Linked DNA regions of Gossypium hirsutum: region 1 is linked to region 2. Evidence: chromatin contacts called from public Hi-C data. All regions are on one chromosome and are shown on one strand. The core of a region is the stretch at or near the end of the contact, and the rest is flanking DNA. Distances in the headings are between cores, read along the strand shown.

What was found. A called contact is a pair of places that touch in the nucleus more often than the background predicts.
Region 1: a Hi-C map of leaf shows a contact between it and region 2, with 2.0 times the contacts expected there. The contact joins the enhancer-like site here to the promoter of LOC107948986 in region 2. A contact is called at or near these places in 2 of 34 Hi-C or Micro-C datasets (hypocotyl and leaf).

The regions. Positions count from the first base shown.
Region 1 is chrA04:82,479,385-82,485,992 of Gossypium_hirsutum_v2.1, reverse strand. No RefSeq gene overlaps it. Among protein-coding and RNA genes, the nearest start is that of LOC121228458, 10 kb to the left of the region's middle. Within about 2 kb of position 3,707, at least 6 of the 9 cell types and tissues checked have an H3K27ac peak or open chromatin away from gene starts, as enhancers often do. A contact at or near this core is called in leaf, where this site is marked.
Region 2 is chrA04:82,281,445-82,288,210 of Gossypium_hirsutum_v2.1, reverse strand. It overlaps LOC107948986 (pentatricopeptide repeat-containing protein At1g73710), which reads right to left and starts at 1,717. Exons shown (of 2, transcript XM_016883676.2): 1 at 1,440-1,717; 2 at 1-1,337. The coding sequence starts at 1,509. LOC107948985 (secretory carrier-associated membrane protein 1) reads right to left here. Exons shown (of 14, transcript XM_041111536.1): 5 at 6,686-6,719; 6 at 6,484-6,606; 7 at 5,890-5,952; 8 at 5,693-5,786; 9 at 4,905-4,950; 10 at 4,745-4,812; 11 at 4,608-4,656; 12 at 4,403-4,468; 13 at 4,160-4,292; 14 at 3,835-4,023. The coding sequence ends at 4,206.

The DNA.
Region 1 (6,608 bases), core at 2,458-4,957, 200 kb before region 2:
CAGCCCGTGTTGATTTTGCACCCTGTTTCCCAAATACGCGAAAAAACCCAATTTTAAGTTTTCTGAGCATTCTAAAGTCTATAAATACATATTAAAAAAAGACCTAAGGGGACGCAGAGAAGAACAAAGAAAAGACTCAAAGAACGCCATCGGATTCATTTTAGAAGCGGATCTCCTTCAAGATTGAAGATCTCCATTCAATTTCTTTAGAAGTTTTATTGGGTTTCTTTATGTCTTGTTGTTTTCCTAACCTTGAGATGATGTTATTCTAGATTATGAACTAAATTCCCTAGATACCTACAGAAGATGAAATCTATATGAATCTTATTATTTAATTTCTAAATTACATGATAACACTTTATTCTTGTTGTCAATTATGTATACTTATTTCATGTTTTAATATTTTTAGGATATTAATTCATGCTTAATGTACTTATTTCAGTGGAGCAAAAGTCCCTATTTAAGAGTAGATCTAGCATAATTGAATGAAGTTGCATGCAATCATAGAAATAGGACGACATAAATCTACCGGATTAGAGTAAAATATAATAGGGGATTCCATAGATCAAGTTAATGCGACAATAGGAGTTTTAATTAGAAAAAGATTTCAATTAATCAAACCTAGATTCAGTTGTTCTTATTCTCAAAAGAGATATTAACATAATTTAGGGATTTATACGGATCAAGGCGCAAGTGAATAAATCATTTAATTCAGATTCATAATAATAAGTGAAGTTTAGGTGGATTCTTTCCTGGGTATTGTCTATCTCATTGGTTTAATTTAATTGTTTTCCTAATTCATTTTCTGTAGCATTCTTAATAATTAGCTTAGTTATTTTTAGATTAAAAACAATTCCTTTAATTTATCGGCTAGATAATAGAAAAATAGTAAGTACTAGTACTTTTAGTCCTTGTGGATACAATATTCTCGACTCACCATAGCTATACTATTATTTGATAGGTGCACTTGCCTTTTTCATAATTTTAGTTAGTTTAGTGCCCATTAAAGTTGAGGTTCATATTGATGATGCAGATTAGGCTATGCTATTATTGTGCTCTTTACCCCTTTCATACAAGTCTTTCAGGGAGACCATGATTTATGGTAGAGACAAACTCTTGTTCGAAGATGTGAAGAGTCATTTGTTGAGTAGAGACAAACTCGACAATGAGTTTGGTTTGGATAGGAAGGCAGATAGGCAAGCTTTTGTTTTAGTAGCATCAAAGAAATGAGACAAAGGTGTTGCCATTGTAAAAAGTTAGGTCACGTCAAAGCAGATTGTTATAAACTGCGAAATAAAAAATCTGAGCTGGTGCTAATTTGGCTGATGAAAGTGGTGATGATTTCTTGTTAATGTCAAAGAGCGATAAATTCAAGCTCACGTCTGAGTGGATCCTACATTCGGGATGTTCTTTTCACATGTGTCCCAATAGAGAATGGTTCTCCACATATAGTTCAGTTGAAGGTGGAGTTGTGCACATGGGAAATGATTCATCTAGTAAGGTAATTGGTATTGGTACTGTTAAAATTAAAATACACGATGGAACGATTAGGACACTCTCAGATGTCAGGTATGTACCTGATTTACAAAAGAATCTCATCTCATTGAGTATTTTAGACTTTAAAGGATGCATAATCAACATCGAGTCGAGTGACATTAAAGTATCTCTTGGAGTTCTCATTTTGTTAAAAGGTAAAAGAACCATCAGTCTTTATATTCTGGAAGGATCTACAATAACCGGTGAAATCAGACGTCCCTTATCTGTTATGGAGTTGAAGTCAACTCGTTTGTAGTGGAGGCAACTTGGTCATAGGAGGGAAAAAAGTATGATCGTTTCGTTGAACAAAGGTTCTCTTTTGGATGCATGTTTTGAAAAGTTAAGGCACTATGTTCATGAAAATAAGACCCGAGTTAATTTTGATTTGGCAATATACAAGTCGAAGGCCAGAAGTCTTCTAGCTTCTAAGCATAGATTCGACTTAGTTAATCCTTGCATAGTTCAAGATAGGCCCGTGGCGGGTTTTGGCAAAGATGGCGTTGTAAGAATTTGTGTCAAAGTGGAGATTGTTAGAGTTGTGTAACCTAAATTCTAAGAGATTGTTTGCAAGTCAAGTTAAACAAAATATATTTTATTTCTAGAAGATTTAGTATTTATTAGTATAATATATTTAGCATTTATTAGCATAGCTTATTTGACCTACTAATTTAGCCTATAAATAGGTTCTTTTACAACCTTAGAAAATATGCCCATTAGAGATTAGAACTCATAACACATTTAGAGAATTTTGTGTTTACGTTTTGAGGGCTCTTTGTTTTTGAGTTTTTGGGGTTTAGTTTTTTATCTCTATATTTTTTACTCTTCGTTCTTTTGCCATTATAGTAAAATCATCTTTGCCCGTGGTTTTTTATCCTCTTTGGAGGGGTTTTTCCACGTTAAATTTGTGTGTTCAATTTTTCAATTTATTCCGCTATTTTTTTTACTTGTTGCTTAATCATGTCGATCCTAACATGGATGATTTGGATCTTCGAGAAGATGATGTGAGGAAAGATGTCATTGATGAAGTGCCTTCAATTAAGTTTTCGGACAGGGTTTATGGACTTACTAAAAAGAGCATGTCGAAGACACTAGTAGTCAAGTTGCTGGGAAGGAAAATTTGATATAACGCCTTATGGAACAGGGTGTGTGCCTTATGGAAACCAAAGATGAGATTTCAACTAATGAATATCAGTAACGACTATTATTTGGCAAAGCTTGAATCTGACTTGGACTACAATAATGTTGTTTCAAAGGGTCTATGGGTGATCTTCGGACATTATTTGACCATTCAGTCTTGGTCAACTCAATTTTCAACTCTTGAGGATTTTTCACAAAGTGTTGTGGCTTGGGTCCGTATTTTAGGGCTCTTTGGAGCTCTATATAAAAGGCCTACTGCAAGAGACTTGAAGTTTGATTGGAAAGGTGGTCAAAGTTGATTTCCAAACGGACAAAGGATCAAGGGGCCAGTTTGCAGGGTTTGTAGTGCTAATGAATCTGTCCAAACCTTTGGTTTCAAATATCAGAGTTGCGAGCAGACTTCATTGAATTGAGTATGATTCTCTTCCATCAATTTGCTTCCATTATGGGAGATTTGGACATTTGCAGGATATTTGTCCATATAGTTATCTGGAGAAGGGCATGAAAGGTGATGGGGAGAATCTTCATGGTAATAAATCACCAAATCAGCAAGGGGATAGTGTGGGTGTTCAAGAAATGGTGGAAAAAGAGGAATTCGACAAGTGGATGGTGGTTAATCTTTGACAACGGTGTTAGCAACGATAGGGAGTCACAAGTTCAGGACCAACTCAGGGAAATAATCAGGTTGGATCTCGGGTTAATGTACTTTCCAAAGTTGGAGAGGTGAATGATGGAATACATGCATCAGTTTCGGAATCCTTTCAATTTCAGAAATAGAGTAATGATTGTGGGATAGAGGCTGATTTTTTGGAATATAATAATGGGGATAGGATTAGTGAAGTTATAGTAAAAATATGAGACAAATTAGGGAAGGATACATCTGAAAATAAAAGCTCAAAAGAACAGGGGCTAAAAGTTGCAAACAAGCCTAGGAAACAAAAACAATTTTTAAATGGGCCATTGGATATGAAGTTAAGTATCCGAAAGGATGGGCCCAGTTCTGGTTTCAGGAGTAAGGATACTGGGTTAAAGTTTGGGCTGGGAAGGAGAAATGGAGGGAACTCAAATAGGCTTATGCTACTTGATCCCAAACACCACTCTCTACTGATTTTGAAAGAAAACAGAAGCCTACATGAAGGCTCTGCTGCTAATTTCAATGACAATTTGGGATTTACCAATTTAATTTCCCCAAATTAGTTTCCATTGTCATTGAAGAAGAAAATCTCAAAAGACATGCTGGAAATTGGTGATCACAGTAATGATCTACGCCAGCTTGGAATGAATTTACCGATTCTTTTAAAGCAAGCAATTAACAGGTTAGTGAGACGTTTGGAACTTGGAGAACAAAGTATGAGGAATCATTCGAGAAATTATCTGTTAGCTAAGCCAGGCCATATGGTGTTAGACCAAATTTTGGAAGTTCCTTGTGATAATGTTCAAGATGACGAGGCTGGTATAGTGGAGATGGGCGCCTCTTCAAACTTAATCTTCTGGTTCAGGTTTGGTTAATTTAGATTTTCCATGAAAGCTTATATAGTTGTGTGGAACTGCCAATGTGCAGGAAATCCAAAATTTCAAAAATTTTTAAAGGAATATTTACATGATTTTGATCCTAATGTGGTTGTTCTAGTTGAAACCAGAGTTAGTGGGTTTAAGGAAAAATGTGTTACTAAAAAGATTGGATTGCTAAATTCTCATAAAGTTGAAGCTAGTGGTTTCTTTGGGAGAGTTCGGATTTTGTGGAAGGGTATTGTTAATGTGATTGTGGAAGTTAATAATTTTCAATTCGTGCTCTTGAAAGTGAAATTTTTGGATTTGCATGATTGGGCTTTTTTTACTGGGATTTATAGGAGCCCTTGGTGGGTCTTGAGAAAGGATTTATGGGTTGCTTTTGGTTATATTGCCCAGAATGTTAAGGGTCATTAGATGTTAGCAGGTGATTTCAATGCACTGTTTAATGAAGATGAGAAGCAGTAAGGTTCAAGGAAAAATAATTGTACTTTCCCTTTCTTCCAACAATTTTATTTTGATTACAGTTTGAAGGATATTGGTTTTCAAGGTCCTAAGTTCACTTGGAATAGAGGTTTTTTGTTTGAATGCCTTGATTGTGCATTGTTCAATTAACAATGGGATAATTTGGTTCCTAACTCAACGGTTTATCACATTCATAAGATTAAATTCGATCATCATCCTTTAGCTATTCGTTTTGGTCAGTATAAGACTTTAAAAGCCCCTCACCCTTTTCATTTATTAAGTAGTTGACTTTTGATGATCATTTTATGAAACACTAAACTAGACTACAATCACGACTAAGGCAAACGCACCTATCAAATGATAGTATAGTTATGGTGAGTCCAGAATATCGTATTCACAAGGACTAAAAGTACTAGTATTAACTTTCTTTCTATTATTTAGCCTAAAATATAAGGGATTTGTTTTATTCTAAATTTAACTAAACTAATTAACTAACGAAGGCAATAGAGAGTGAAGAGAATAATTGAATAAACCAATAATAAAGACAATACCTAATGAAGAATCCACCTATACTTCACTTATTATTTAGATTCTGATTCTAATGATTTATTCACTTGTCTTGATCCGTAGAAATCCCTGAATTATGTTAATATCTCTTTCGAGACTAAGAACAACTAACTCTTGGTTGATTAATTGAAATCTCTTTCTAATTAAAAACTCTATCATCGCATTAACTCGATCTATGGATTCCCTTATTAGATTTGACTCTAATCCAACAGATTTATGTTGCCTTATTTCTAGGGTTGCATGTAACTCCGCTTAATTATGTGAGATCTACTCTTAAACAGGGACTTTTGCTCCACTAAATAAGCACATCAAACTTGGAATAATATCTTAAAAATATTAAGGCAAGAATTAATAACTCATAATTAAGAACAAGGACAAGTATTTATCATTAAATTCAGAACTTTAAATAACAAGATCCGTCTTAGGTTTCATCCTCCCTAGGTATTTAGGGAGTTTAGCTCATAATGTAGTAGGAAAAAATCTCAAAAATAGGAAAATAACAAAACATAAAGAAACCCAAAAACTTCGAGAGAAATTAAAGGGAGATCTTCAGTCTTGAAGGAGATCCTGCTTCTGAGCTAAATCCGTTGGCATTCTTCGAGTAATTCCTATGTTCTATTCTGCGTGTCCCTTAGATCCTCTCCTAGTCTGTTTAAATAGACTTTGGAATGCCCAAAATAGCCCAAAATTATCCTTTTCCGAGTAGAATTAAAATAACTCTCGACAGGGACATGGCCGTGTGGTACGCCCGTGTAATGGTGCTCAGGCCGTGTGCGATTTTGATATGGTTTAAAGTCGACACGGCCATGACACACGGGCATGTGAATTACCCGTGTGGAAGTGTCTAGGCCGTGTGAAGCATTAAAATAAACCCATTTTGTCCCTTTTTTGGCCTTTTTCTTGTACTTTTCGCTTTCCTATACTCATCTGGATATAAAACATGAAATTAAAGGATTAGGAGCATCAAATCCACTAAATCGTTTGATAAATCATCCAAAAATATGCCAAGCATGGGATTAAAATATGTTACTTTTGAGGTTTATCAAATATCCCCACACTTTAAGCATTTTCTTGTCGTCAAGCAAAATCCTCAACTCACAATGAACATTAATTCTTCTCAACTTATAATTCTTATCAATAATGTTTCAAAATAATTCACAAATAATCATACATTGAGAATTAAACTAAAAGAACATCAAAGTTTTAAACAATCCAAGTTGAGCATTTTAATCATAAAATCATAGGTATTTCCCTTTATCTAAATAATTACCTTTAATTCCAAATTGACAAGAGTTGACATCCTCACTAAAGATTCACTCAAATCACTCAAAGTGTTTAAAGTTCAACAATTAAGTACTAAATAGTCAAACATGAAAAGTTATTACCATAGGCTT
Region 2 (6,766 bases), core at 468-2,967:
GGATGAAAGCTCATGATCCAAAATGAACTTTTCAAAAAGCATCTTCGCTCGGTCAAGCAGTCCTTCAGCAATATACATCTTTATAATTACAGGAAGAGACTGCTCATCAATGTCAATACCAAATTCCTCCATTTCTTCAATCACAGTCTCCGCTTCTTGAACCATATTCCTCTCGCACAATATATGAAGAACAGTTCTGTGAGTTACAATATCAGGGAAAAGACCTACTTTTCTGATTTTCCTATAATATTCCAGGGCTGCTTCAATATTTCCTGCACCAGCATACAAAGACAAAAAGATGTTATAAGTCTTCGTGTCAGGAGGTATTCCCCTTTCTTCCATCTTAGCAAGCAAGGATTCGGCCTCCAATAAATGACCATGACTTCCACATGTAAAGATCATAGTGTTAAAGGTGATCGTATCCATTGCCACACCGGATTTCAACATTTCAGCAAACACATCCGCCGCATCTTTGAGGCGACCTGCTTTTCCATACAAATCAATCAAAGTATTGTATGTAGACGTTAGTCGTGGCTTTCTCACAGAACTTTCTGTATCTGGTGAACCTGAAGTTCCCGAAACAGGACTTCTACCACCTGTCCTGAATAGCTCAGTGGACAGAAACTGCTTAAAGCTAATGGCTGAACCAGACCCATTGTCTAAAACAATCATCGAATCCAACTCGATATCATTCAAGTCCACCCTGCCAATGCACCAATCCTTATAAAACGTATCTGCCCTATCAAAATCCCCAGCATCCTTGAGAACCCTAACAACCGTATTCATGGTTACTTCGTCAGGGTAAAGTCCCCTAAGTCTCATATGCTTAATCCAGAGCAAAGCTTCTTTCACCATACCAGCCTTCCCATAAACATCAACAAGCATACCGTAAGTATTATTAGTAGGCAAGACACCGTTTTTCGCCATTTCAATCCAACAAAGCCTCAACTTATCCCATTTTTGAGCTCTCCCCAGCGCTCGAAGCACGATATTATAATGAATTACATTCGGCACATAATCTTTCAATGATTTGAAAAACTCAAAAACATGAATAAGCCTCTCACAGTTACTCTGTTCTTTGAGTACCACAGTCTGTTCTTTAGGACTCAAATTCTCACAAACCGAAGCGAGGGTTTTATCTAAATTCTTATCGGAATCCAAAGACCTAAGAATCGAAGGCAAAACACCTCCATACCTCTTCTTTTTGACATTACTCCAAGAGCTTCTAGCAGGCAAAAACAGGGTTTTGGAATGACAGTATAGCTTAAACTCTAGATGAAACCTAAATCCTCTTGAATTCAGCATCTGGGAATAAAAGTTTACGCTTGTACGTAGTCCTGGCTCAAGCAAATTTAGGTTATTAGAAAATCTTGAGTCATTGAATTTAAACCCGGTAAAAGCTCTAGCAACGCAAGGAAAATGGAGGGGAGGGAACTTACTGGGCAAAACCAAGATGTGAGGTCGGAAACTTTCACGACTCAATTCTCCTGAACTGTAACTCCGAATCATTTTGTGGGTATTGGGGGTTTTCCTTTGGGTGGGGTTTTCGTGGGGATTTAGGGTTTTAGGGTGAGTGCATTTGGTAGGGTTTTGGTGGTGCTCCGCTCAGCTGGACATTGGGTTTTTAGCATTTAAGGAGAATTGGATTTGGAGTTAGCACGTCAGCATTCGCCACAAAGGCATTAGAGTCGGTGTTAGGGTTGGTATTGATTCCGTTCAGTCGAATTTTTTAATTGTTTATATAATTTTTTATATTAATTTTCAGATTTATTATTTGACAAAATTTTAAAATGTTTTTATAAATATTTAAAAATTATTTTTAAATTATTTTCATTATTTTAAATATAAAATATTTATTTTTATACTATAAAAAATAAAATTAATTATATATTAAATAATTTTAAATTTATATTTCATAAATTATGTTTTGTTTTTTTTTGACAAACATAAATTATCTATATATCTTGATTCGGGTTGATTTTTGGTTTTGTAAATTTTTTTCTCTAGTGTTACCAAAGCGAAACCAACACTCAACAAGTTTACAAAAGCAAATGTATAAATTAAGTTAAGTCTATCAATATTTCATTAACAAATGATTGATCAATTTAATTTTACTTTAAATCGAATTATTTAAAATAATTAATTTAATAAAAAATGATAAATTGAATGTATGAATTAAGTTAGTTTGCACTGACTTTTGCTCAACTACAACAAATTTACAACCTTTTATTTAATTTTAAAATTATTATTACTAAAAAGTGCAACACATATTTTTATTTACATTAATGGAGGTTTGTTGTGTTTTTTTAGAGGTGTAAGGGGAATAAGGTGTCATTATGAGTATTCTTTCAAAATTGTTGCATATGGCAGTGATGCAAGGAGTTTTCAAGTTTCATCCTACATGTCTTAAGAGTTCATCTTACTCATCTTTCATTTGTTGATGATCTTATTCTTGCAAATGGCACAATTAATTTAGTTATTGGTATTTGGTGCATTCTTCAAGAGTTCTACTATTTTTCTGGTTTGCAACTTAATGTTTCTAAGACTGAGATCTTTGCTGCTGGTATGAGGATGATTTAGTAATTGTGCAAAGGGTCACTGGTTTTAAGTTGGGAAGGTTGCCTGTAAGCTATTTGGGTGTGCCTCGGGTTTCTAGGAAGCTGTCTATTAATGATTGTAATTCTCTTTTGGAGAAAATTCAGGCAAGAGTCAATGGTTAGGCGACTTGACATCTTAGCTATGCTGGTCGGTTGTAGCTTATCAAATCTGTAGTCTTCAACATTCAGGCTTTTTGGTGTAGACAATTCTTAATGCCTGCAGCTGTGCTAAGAAGAATTAATCAAATCTACACCAGATTCTTTTGAAAGGGGAAAGATTTTGCAGCTACTGGTGCTAGAATTTGCTGGTAGTCAATTTGCTTACTCAAGGCTGAAGGTGGCTTAGGATTGAGAAGCTTGGTTGACTGGAATAAGGCTTGCATTCTACAAAAAATCAAGGCCCGTCTTACCGAAGAGGTCCTCCTTTAGATTGCTTGGGTTCGGGCTTATGTTTTGAAGGGAGGGAGCTTTTGGGATGCTACTTGTAATTGATCTGCCAGTAGCTAGAATTGGAGAAGATTTCTTAAAGCTAAAAGACATTGTTGCTAGGTTGCCTGCTGGCAATATTGCTACTTTAAAGATTTTGGGGGAGATTCGAGTAAAAAATAATAAAGTTCCATGGCATTAGCTGATCCGGTTTGCCTTGCATATTCCAAAGCAGTCGATCATTGCTTGGATGGTTGTGTTAAATAGGCTTCCAACTAAAGATAAGCTTTCTTCTCAAGGTCTCAATGTTGATATGGTATGCTTATTGTGCAACAGGGCTGAGGAGTCTAGGGATCACATGTTATAATTATTATTGTCTATTCTAAGAAGATTTGGGGCTTTGCAACTTTGACAGGGTTGTTGGCCATTGGAGACAAGAGCTTTCATGGACTATTACGTGGTTTAAAGGCAAGTTTCGTATTGAAAGAGATTACACAGACGAAATTGATCAATAAAAAGAATACTATTAATATTTATCTTTGTACAAATTAGGAATTAGTTAAATTTTAATTGTATAGAATTATTATTCTTTTGTAAGACTGCTTTTGCACTCAAATAAATGAAATTCACTGACAAAAACCAAAAAAAAAAATCCACAAACATGTTATAATATTATTATGTCTCCCCATTTTTCTTTAATCACTGTAGTTTATAAAATGGGATTAAAAATTATTGTAACTCAACCTAACTCACAAACGACCTAATCGATCAAAACGATAATACATTGTGACTAAAATTTTTGCAATAATAATAATAAACAAGGGCAGCTTTTAATATTCTGTAAATAGTTCTGGAAGTACATAAGTATTGGGATAATTTAATACTTAGGCTCTAAATCGTATCCAGTGATATACAAATACAATCAATTTTATATCTCAATCAAACAAAATTAAATTATTTGGACGCCATTTGGAAAATCTTGGTGAAGGTTTGCTAACCCCTGATAAAACAAAGTGGCCCCCGTCAGCAAAAAACATTTCTGAACAGCAAATTAAATGAATAAGCAAAGAAAAGCCACCTATGAGGTAAGGGAGAAGAACAAAAAAACTTGTAGCCAAAAGCCCTAGTCCACCTACAATTTGTATCGCAAATACCCCCCATTTTCGATTACCACCTCCCGTCTCATAGTGCTGACATCATGGTTCTTCTTGTAGCCTCCCGCTTCATCTCAGCTGCTTTACCACTACCTCGGAAATACATATATACTTGCTGCAAATCCAAAAAAGAGATCGATGAGGCTTATGTTATTTCGGTGAGAGTGTCAGATACGGTTATATATAAAGAGTCGAAGGGTATAGACAAGAGAGGGATAAGTGGACCTGAATAACCCAGATGCTGACAAGTGATTCACAGCAAAAAAATGCAAAACCGACGAAGTATAATATCTGCAAGTTGAAATGAAGCAAAGACTCAAGGCTATATGATTCATAAAAAGTAAAATCATGATCCTAAACAGTACTGATAAGGGCGATAATGTAATCAAAAATTGACTATGGCAATGGCAGCCTAATGGTATGAACTTACCCCAAGCACATAATTATAGCTAAAGAGATCCAAAGCAGGTAAAATACCTCTGCACAAAGAATTACACCATTAAGACATCAGCTATAGATAGATCATAAATGTGATGGGATATTTAGAGATAGACTTGACCAACTTACGCAAGGGATTTTCCCTTGAAAATAAATGGAGGAGCAATTGCAGCAAGGACGCAAAATAATATATGGAACTGCAAGGAGGAAAAGAAGTCGGAAATGAGGTCTTTTCCACCATATGTTCGATGAATATTGAACAATTTCAATGAGAAAGCAATAAGCTTACCACGTAAACGAAGAAAAAGGATCCAAATTTTAACGCACTATCAGTCCTGTAAAAGGAGTTCGTACATAATTATATCCGATACAACTACAGATCCGGGTAAAGTATATCTAAGTGCATGACTAAAAGTGGCATTTCTAAATAATTCCTATAATTTTATTTTGGTTACAATGATATACTAGTATTCATAACTTATTCAAATTCAATTTAAAAAAAATTGAATTTGATTTGATAATCAATGAGTTAAGCTCAAGCTCGAAAAACTTGAGCTATCAATTAAACCGAATTCGAATTCTGTAATACTTGATCCAAACACCTCCGAATCTAATCAAACTTACATTTTAATGTATATTTATATTATGAAATTACATTTTTACTCTTCCTATATAAAAAGAGGTCAAGTACATAAGAGTTCAAACTTAAATACGAACGAGCTTAATCAAGTTTGAACTTAATAGTTCATTCAATCTCAAGTAGTGTGCAAACTTAAAAATTGGTGTTTGATTGAATCTTATGTCGAATATCAAATCTCGAATTTCGTTTTAAGCTCAAATTCAAGCTTGACACTATTCAACATCTCTCAATTACCCCTGTTAGGCTGTTTGAAGTAAATTCCACTGGTACATGGTTCATGCATAGGGTATCCTAGTATCTTCAGTCACCGTCTAGAAAGCATCAAAACATGTTTTATGGTCAATAGATCTAAATTTCCAATTTGGTCACAACATAGAGTCAATAGTTACAAATTTAGTATGCCATAAACCGAAAAAGGAACAAATGAAAAGTAGTACCTGCAAGCACCGTAAAGAGGACGATACCACAAGTAATAGCCTCCAGGGACGCCAGTTAAGAAATATATGATGGCTAGAAACCAAATTGTTGGACCTAGAACAAAATATAATATAAATTAATAATATGATCAAAGATGCCCAAATAGCAATTAAATACTAACGATTAAGGGCTACAGTGAGTAACCTTCAAAACCCACCTTCTCCCTTGATCCAGGCTACAGTGACAGCCATTACATTCCAAGTGAGGCAGATGACCAAACCTGCCATGTCCGGAGAAATTTATAGACGTAAGTTATCACAGGCTACCATAAAAAACATTTTTTCAAGACATGAACAAGAAATGAACATTTCAACTAATTCGTCTTTTAACTAAAAGATTCAAGCTGGTTAGAACGAGCAAGAGAGAAATTAATAAATCTGCAGAGAAAAATGGAGTGAAACAAAAAAGCACGTTTCTTTACCACCGCACAGAGTTATGTGGTCCTTTTTCGCATAAAAAGTGGATCTTTTGTTTGAAGAAAAGTATTGTGGATTAATTAAGAAGCGAAATCGTTTATCTTTACAAAAAGAAAATAAAAATGAATTTTATGACATGGTTCCACCAATTTTCATCATGTGATACCATTGAGAAATAAAAACAAGTAATATTAAAATATTTCCTACAATTATTTTTAGTATGGAATAATTCAATCATTCACTTTGACATCTTATTAAACAAAATGGTAATATTGTTCCACCATAGATAAAGAATTTTGGTTTTTGACAAATATATATCAAGAACTTTAACTCACCTATCAATGATGTGAAACCAACATACATGATTGTTTGTAGGTGGATTGGTATGTCATTTGAAATGTCATTATGGATAATAGGAAAAAAAGGCGGCCAATTTTTCTCCTCTATCACCACTCCAGCTGCCAAGGCAAAGTCAAGAACACATGTCAAAAAAATTGGTAATGCACAAAATCATCAAGCATATAAAAAACAACCTACATCGTGCTAATGCCTCCTCCCTCCGTTTCAATTCCTGCATGATATAAAGATAACACTCAATTAGTATCAGGACAATTTATT